Linked DNA regions of Mus musculus: region 2 is linked to region 1. A link is a contact called in public HiChIP or PLAC-seq data. All regions are on one chromosome and are shown on one strand. Each heading gives the region's core, a stretch centred on a gene start, on an enhancer-like site or on the middle of the called end of the contact. The rest is flanking DNA. Distances are from core to core; before and after follow the strand shown.

Region 1 (3,805 bases), core at 831-3,330:
AAAAGAGAATGGTTGAGAGTTCCAGTAACTGTGTCAAATACAGTCACTTCATTTTTTACAAGCTACTAGACATACATGTGCAGTCAAAAAGGCTACACCTGGCACTTTAACTGTAAAGGAGAAAAGGAAGGTTGACTCTCAAGGCCTTCAAGCAGCCATTTCTGGACTGCTCGTGCTGGCTTCTGTGTTTGTTATCTGGGTTAGTATTTCTTATGGACATTGTACTTTAGACTGAATACAATTAGGAACAGTTAAGATACATCTTAATTTTTACCCAATAATTTATAAAATTATAATTTGTGGCTTAAATATTTACATATAATCATCAACTCAAAAGTTTTAAATAGGGAAAATAAACAGTAAAACCACAAGTTATGACAAACCAAATAAAATAGCTACCTTCTGCCTAACACAATTGCAATCAACTTCTGGGGTTTAAAGAAAACAACAACACAATGAAACCCTTGGTAGAGGGCTTCCTCACACTGGGACCAGAAGTGTGGATTGACAGCAAGCATTGCAGGAACCAGCATGGCAACACATGTCAAAGCCACAAACACAGTAACTCTAATCTTAGAGTTCCCCAAACTGACTCCACAGAAAAACAGCTGAAACTCCCCCATTTCCTTAGAAAAGACAGTAAGTGACATGGTGGGGGTAGAGCTGCAAACACCAGCAGTGAGTGGTCCTACTAGGAGACAAGGGCTCAGGCCACTGTACAAGCCCAAATCGCAATCAGCTCACCCTTTCTCACACTCCACACTTGCTATCTCACGAAGCAGAGCGCCTGGTGGGTTCCTAGCCAGGCCACTGTTAGGACAGCTTACCCTATCAACTCTAACTTCTAATATTTCCATTCGCCAGAGAATCTGAGCGAATCTCGGAAGGAGCCTGAGCAAAGCACGGGTTTCCTGAAGCCGTTCACTCCTGTTCTATCTGTCCCTGTGTATTGCATTCTTTCAATGGTATCAGTGTTGGAGAAGACAACGCAAGAAGAACTGACGACTGTAAACAACAGCAACAGAAATGAGGTGGGAAACAGCTGCTTTTAAAATAAAAATTAAGTTGGCAGGATAGGAGGTTTTTTAAAAGCCATCTGTTTAAAGAAACTTCTGGAGAAGCATGCCGCATAGAATTCCTGTCTCATCCCCAAAGAGCTTATTCTAATTGTAAAGGTTGACCTTTCATGGAAACCCAGGACCGGGTACCTCAGTTAAAAGGGCAGGGAACCAATGGGGACATGCGTGCAGGGCTGGCCACATGCCAGGGTTCTGTCCCAAAGACTGCACTGAGGCTGTGATTTCTGTTGTGCAAGAGTGAGCACCACAGCTATAAAGCACTCAGCACTCGGAGGGTCCAAGTCATCTCGACAGGCAACTCTTGAAAATGGGGCAGTAGGCATGGTGGGCTACGCCATAGTCCTGGGGACATGGGGCTGGAGAATCACTAGTTAGTTGGGTTAGATAATGAAACCCTGACTGGAAAGAGAGAGAAAGGAGAGGGAGGAAGAGAGGGAGGGAGGTTGGCTTGAGAGGTGGGGAAAAAAAAGCTGAATCAAGGTTTGCCACTTAAAACATTTTCAAGGAGTGGAGAGAAATCTTACAGGAAGGAGTGATTGCCTAGCAATGTCGAGTCTTTGGGTTCAATCCCTAGAACTGCAAAACTCAATCCATCAATCAATCAAACAACCAAACAACCAAAAGCAAACGGCATTTGCTTAAGCACACCCCAACAGTCGCCTTACCTGCCAACAAAAAACAAATTTTATTATTAAGTTATGTTAACCTTAATAAACTCCATCAAATTATAACAGAAAAAATATAAAACTATCTAATAAAGGGGAAACGAGTTACAGAATTATGAGGTTTTTATTGGCAAATGTCTAATTATTATCTTTCAAAAACTATATTCCAATACACGTTAAAAAGTTGAAAGTAGCTAAGGCAATGCTAGAATTCAGCCTTAGCAAATCCATCCACACGCGTATGTGAGTTCACAATAGTGAAAATCAGACACAGTGAGGGGTTCCTGTTTGTACAGAGATCAATTGGTGGTTGGTTCATTCTCACAAAACCACTATAACCACACAGCTACTTGAGGTCTCATTTCCTGGAGAGAGAAGAAAAGGAACCTCACTCATTACTGGGTATCTGCAGAATAATAGCACAAAGCCACACACACACACACACACACACACACACACACACACACACACACACACACGCGCGCGCGCGCGCGGGGGGGGGGGGGCTCTCAGCCATCATACCCAATGCTACATAGAATACCCAAGTCCCTCATCTCAAAATACACATTGGTATCAAACACTCCCTTATAAGACATTCTACAAGCAATCTAACTTGTGGTCCTGGTTGCTGAGGTGTGTTTTGATTGCTGTGGCAAAATATAACCCTATAGTGTCCCATAGAAACAAGGGCATCATGGTGACTGAATGAGTTCTGTGAGGGCCTGAGCTTGGAAGATGGCAAGGCTTGGAGGACAGGCAAGGCTCCTTCATGGACAGGACAAGATGAAAGGCTAACAGTGCTCAAGGGGACAGGGAAGCAAACACTGCTGTATGCACTGTGGAGGGAGGAGGGAGGAGGGAGGAGGGAGGAGGAAGGAGGAAGGAGGTACTCCCAAGGTACAAGTCAGGCCTTCTCCTGCCTCCCCTGCTCATTGCCCTTTCACCCCACAGTGACAACTTTCCCAGTGCTAGCTCTGTCTGTGTTAGGGGAGGCCACACTGGAGCAAGAGCCCCTCAGAGCTGCTCGGAAGAACTCAGGTCACACTTGCACTTGTGTTGAAAACAGGATCAGACAACCAGAAAAACCACAAAGAACAAAACAGAAGAAAAGTAGAATACGCAACTCCAGAGACACAGATAACTTGAAGAAAGCTCAGGAAAAAAAAAATCTAAAAATAATACCACTAAAGTGGGGAGAAGAGCAAACACAAGACAGTGATGAGGGAACACTATCAGGAGAAACACAGGAAAACAAAAATACAACTGCCCAAAAAAACAAACTCAGTGAAAGGGCTGTTTAAGTAGAACTGCCACACTGCTCCAAGCTCAGAACACAGAACTGAGTAACAGGTCACCATTCAAATAGCTCCACAGAGAAAGCTGAGTACAGTGGCCTGGGCCTGCAACTCCTTCTGTGGGGACCAAGACAGGAGAGTCACTGGGACTTGCTGGCCAGCCAATCCAGCCAATGGTGGATATCAGGTTAGTAAGAAGCCTGAAGAGATACAGCAAATGTAATGGAGCAGGATGCCTACGTCCTCCTCTGACATCTGCATAAGCATCCATAGCTACATCATTTGTGCACACACCACACATTCACCACACAGCTTCAACAAAATAACATTTTAAAATGCAAATCCAAGCATTCAACTATCAACTCAAAAGAAGTTCCAGGAAGAAGAGGCAAAGGAATTAAAGATTACAAGTTTTAATCATAAATATCAACATTTAAAGATTTCTCATTTATCATAATAACAATAACTAGATTCTATAGCTAGCAAGAGGGCAGAAGTCTACTCTGTGTGCCTCTACCCTGCTTGCTACCCTCCCATGCCACAGAGACACCGCCTGGTGGAGCAGTGACCCCTTTCCCAGTCCTGACCCTCAGCCTGTCTGTGTTAAGGGAGTCCCTCAGAACCAAATGGGAAGAACTCACAAAATAGGTACGAAAGATTATCTGAACTAAGTACGTACACAAATGAACACATGGTTATTTCTATATTTAAAACCAGTACAAAAGTGTTAGCAGTAGTTCTGGGACTAGAAAATACACTTTAGTGT
Region 2 (3,805 bases), core at 611-3,110, 120 kb before region 1:
ATTACCATTCATAACCGTAGGAAAATTACAGTTATAGAGTAGCAACAAAAGTAATTTCACGATCTGGGTCACCATATCCTGAGGAACTGTGCTGTATTAAAGGGGTGCGGTGTTAGGAAGGTTGAGGATCTAGACTTTTACATATATACACAGAAGAATCTGAATTACTCAGAATTTCAGAAACGTCCCTCAGCTGCTGTCTATAACTGCTGTGCACATCACAGAATCAGAACCATGAATTGGGGAGGAAGCACGCTAGCCAGTGTCATTTAGCATGACTGGGAAGTAACTCCATTCTGCACAGAGCCAGTGCTTGGATGCTGAGTGGTACTTGATAAGTTAATTTGTCTCATCTCAGCCATGGGCACTCACACCGAACACTCAAACCCTTCTTACATTAGTGATGTCTGTCTCCAATGTAGGCAGCTCACAGCTCTTAATCTATGAAGCCACTGTCATGGCCTCTTTCTTTGTAAAAACAGAAAACAGCAGCATTACTGCAAAGCCTGGCGGGCGGCAGTGGACAGGTTATCAGTTCAGAGTAACAAGAGATGCTATGTGGACACTGGGAATGTGCCCTGGGTTTCAGAGACACCTGGTGTCTCCTTTCACACCTTATGCCCATGGGTGATCCTTGGGTAGGCGCTGTAAAGAGTGGTGTCCCTCCTGCCCAGGCTGAGTGGCCTCCATGAGCCTGTGCTAGGCCAGGCATGGAGAAATAAGAAGGTATGAGAATGGCCCAAGCTCAGAAGGGAGACAGACCTTTTCAGGTTCCTACAATGGTCACAGCACTTGGGGGGCTGGGGAGGTGACCCTTGAACATCTAATAAGTGAGCAGGGGACTTCAGGCTGGGCATCTCCTTTCAGACCCCCCAGCTCCTATGTCGGAGCAGGAGGGCAGGAGACCATTTGGGTAGCTACCGAAATTGGACTCTCCTTTCAGCTTAGCCACACTAGGCTGGGTCTGGAGCATGAAGGGAGGGAAACAACGAGACATTTCTTATGCCCATTTTATTCATTATAGCAAGGATCTATGTAGGCATATATTTTTCACAACCTACTTTAATAAGAGTTCGACTTCCCCTCTAGCAGAGGTAGTGGAAAAGAAAGGTTATTAGGATAGGGGTGAAGTGGACCTCTTTAGAAATAGTTCTTTGGGGGCGATTCCCATCTTCATTGTTTTCTGTCAACTAGCAAACACCAAACATAAATCAGCAACTGCAGTCCAGTCCAGTTGGCAGGCAACACACCGGGAACAGCAAAGGCAGTTCACTCCAGGGGATAAGGTGAGGTTTGCCAATCGGCCAAGTCCAGTGACCAGAAGTCGCAGGACTCTCACAAGAAGTTATTTTGGTGGGTTTCTCTCTATGAGGTCACTACAAGCGAACTTCAGCAATGCAATGGAAGGTGAACCAATCTATGCGTGTCATCAGCGAAGGCTTGCAAGGCAGTGGAGGCAAAGCAGCTGGCGCTCCCACTCTCTGTGGGGCCATATTTATATTCTTTCTAAACATTGGGCATCCTTTCACCTGTTTGCTATAGCAAAACATCCTCTCACCTGTGTCTCCTTCATCAAAACATTCTCTCACGTGTCTGCTTTAGCAAGACATCCTTTCCCCTGATTGTCCCAGCAAAACATTATAACCCAAGTCTTCAAAGAAACCAGAAATTTCCACTTTAGATCTACTACATACATGTAATGAATCCTGATGCCTGACCCTTTTCTCTCCCCCTCGTTGGTTTTTCTTGTTTGATTTGTCTTGCGTTTTAAACAAGATCTCCTCCTCTGTAGCCCAGGCTGAACACAGCCTTAACCAGATCCCTCCTGTTGCAGCCTGAGTGCGGGAATTACAAGCATGCGCTGACGTCACCCCTGCTTTCCTCCAATCATGGAGAACCGCATCAGCGGCTTCATCGACATCAGCGTTTGATGCCGCTGGACCGCCTTTAAAGGAAGGGGTAGTATGTGTTTCTGCACCTCAAAGCCTAGCAGTCTATCTAAGATCACTCTATGCTTTCTGACTTCCCTGCCCCATAATTCCCAGGGGCAGCTTTCCAACGGCTTCCCTCCGCAGTGATGTTGAGGTTTACAAAAGCTGGAAGTGCCTTCCGGGGGGTGGGGGTGGGGGGAGGAATCTCCACAGAGATTCTTTCCTTCTTGCCCTGGAGCAGAAATAACCTATCACCCCCACCCCCACCCCCACTCCCTCCCCGCCACGACTCCCTTCCCTCCTCCCCGGTTCACACAGCAAGACCTCTTTTTTCTCCGCCCTCTAGAGTTTCCACCACCAAAAAAAATATTTTTTTTTAAAAAAGATGCAGTACTGAAGGGGTCAGTTTGGCCAGTCCCACTCCTTAGCGCAGACTCTGATGGGGCTATGGTACTTCTTGAAACTGAAAGCGGGAGAGACGCCTGCTTGTAGCCATTAAGGAAACAGCCCAACTGGCTTGGATGCCGGCCCAAACACAGACAGCAGAGGACGCTCACAGCATGCTGTTAAGCCTGCACGGGTGCAAGTTGGTGCTGGGGGACGTTCTGGCTCCGGAAAGTTCAGTACTAAAGTGAATGGCTACACACATACCCATGGCATCTTCTCTCCTTGGCCCCTCTGTGATTTTCTCCTAAACTCACAACCTACATCGCTATCACATGCCACCTTTTGTGTTCCTGACAAGCAGCCTGGAAGCTGGGGACATGAACTTCGTTTCTAATTTTGTAGAGATCTTTCCTCCTATGAAACTTCTCTCCCTCCTCCTTCTGAACTTTGAACTGTAAAACTGTCAGAAGAGCATGGGGTGGGGGGGGGGGAATTCCGCTGGGAGCGGAAGTCTCTGAGCAGCAGGTTTTGGTAATGAGGCTACTCACCTCTTTAGTGAGCTATCTAAAGAGACCTTGATTTTGGTTTTGGCTGGTGTAGAGGGGAGTCATTTAAGTAAATCTAATTGACTCTTTCTTCTCCACCCACCCACCAAAGGAAAGAGGGTGACCCCAACTCATGCCTCAGTGAAGCCCGTGAGTTACCGTCCTTTGCTGGTTCAGCCCACACAGAGGAACTGCTATGGGTCCCACGAATACTGCACATTCACTCTCAGAGCATCACAGAGTCTCTGCCCCAGGTTTAACGGGATGCTAGAGATCTCAGCAGCTTGCTGAGGTGGAGAGACCCACCCTGGATAATGTTCATCAAGGGATTCCAGGTCTGTCTCTGCCTTGTCCCTCCCAACAAAGCCTGGACTAAAGGAATGGGGAAAATAAATGGTGTGAGGGGGCAGGCACAACCTTGAAGAAATGTATAGTCTGGACTAAAGCCTCAGAACCAGCTGACACTCCCAGAGCTGCGGCATCCAATTTGAAAACAACGGGGATAGTCTATTGGGTGGCCACAGGTCTTGTCCGCAGCTTATCAGCACAATGGGGGCCTCACTGAGACATATGACACTCCTGGAGGGATAGTGGCTATTGTGAAGGCTAACCCGGCATTAAAACTCTTCAACAGATGAAAACAACCGGTGAAAAGATGAAAATTGACCTGAGACAATGACAAGTCTCATTCCAACCCTAAGAAAAATGTCCTAGTATTGGATGCCTGTGAACTCAGGCCGACGCAGCCTTGAGCTATGTCAGGTGATCAAAAACAACATTCTAGCCTTAAGTGATAAGAATCTTATCAAACCCATAACCAAGCAGCAACATTGTGTTCATTTCGGCTCTTGGAACAGAATCCAGGTAAAGGTTGTAACTGAGAAGCTACTGAGACGAGAGGCCAAGCAGGTGCCATCCAGTGAGAAGCTGGAACGCGCTTAG

Evidence for each region. HiChIP or PLAC-seq counts read pairs in DNA pulled down with a chosen protein or histone mark.
Region 2: a BATF HiChIP or PLAC-seq map of CD8 T cells shows a contact between it and region 1, with 5 read pairs. The contact joins two enhancer-like sites. A contact is called at or near these places in 1 of 15 datasets of contacts at CTCF or cohesin (large pre-B cells), 5 of 484 Hi-C or Micro-C datasets (the C3H10T1/2 cell line, cerebellar granule neurons, cerebral cortex and 1 more), 4 of 115 datasets of contacts at active chromatin or transcription factors (CD8 T cells, bone marrow-derived macrophages, cardiomyocytes and 1 more) and 1 of 9 other capture datasets (adipose tissue).

The regions. Positions count from the first base shown.
Region 1 is chr12:82,348,561-82,352,365 of GRCm38.p6, reverse strand. All of the region lies in intron 2 of Sipa1l1 (signal-induced proliferation-associated 1 like 1), which reads right to left. Among named protein-coding and RNA genes, the nearest start is that of Sipa1l1, 39 kb to the right of the region's middle. Within about 2 kb of position 2,080, at least 51 of the 459 cell types and tissues checked have an H3K27ac peak or open chromatin away from gene starts, as enhancers often do. A contact at or near this core is called in CD8 T cells and memory CD8 T cells, where this site is marked.
Region 2 is chr12:82,468,861-82,472,665 of GRCm38.p6, reverse strand. No RefSeq gene overlaps it. Among named protein-coding and RNA genes, the nearest start is that of Gm30966, 6.0 kb to the left of the region's middle. Within about 2 kb of position 1,860, at least 295 of the 459 cell types and tissues checked have an H3K27ac peak or open chromatin away from gene starts, as enhancers often do. A contact at or near this core is called in CD8 T cells and memory CD8 T cells, where this site is marked.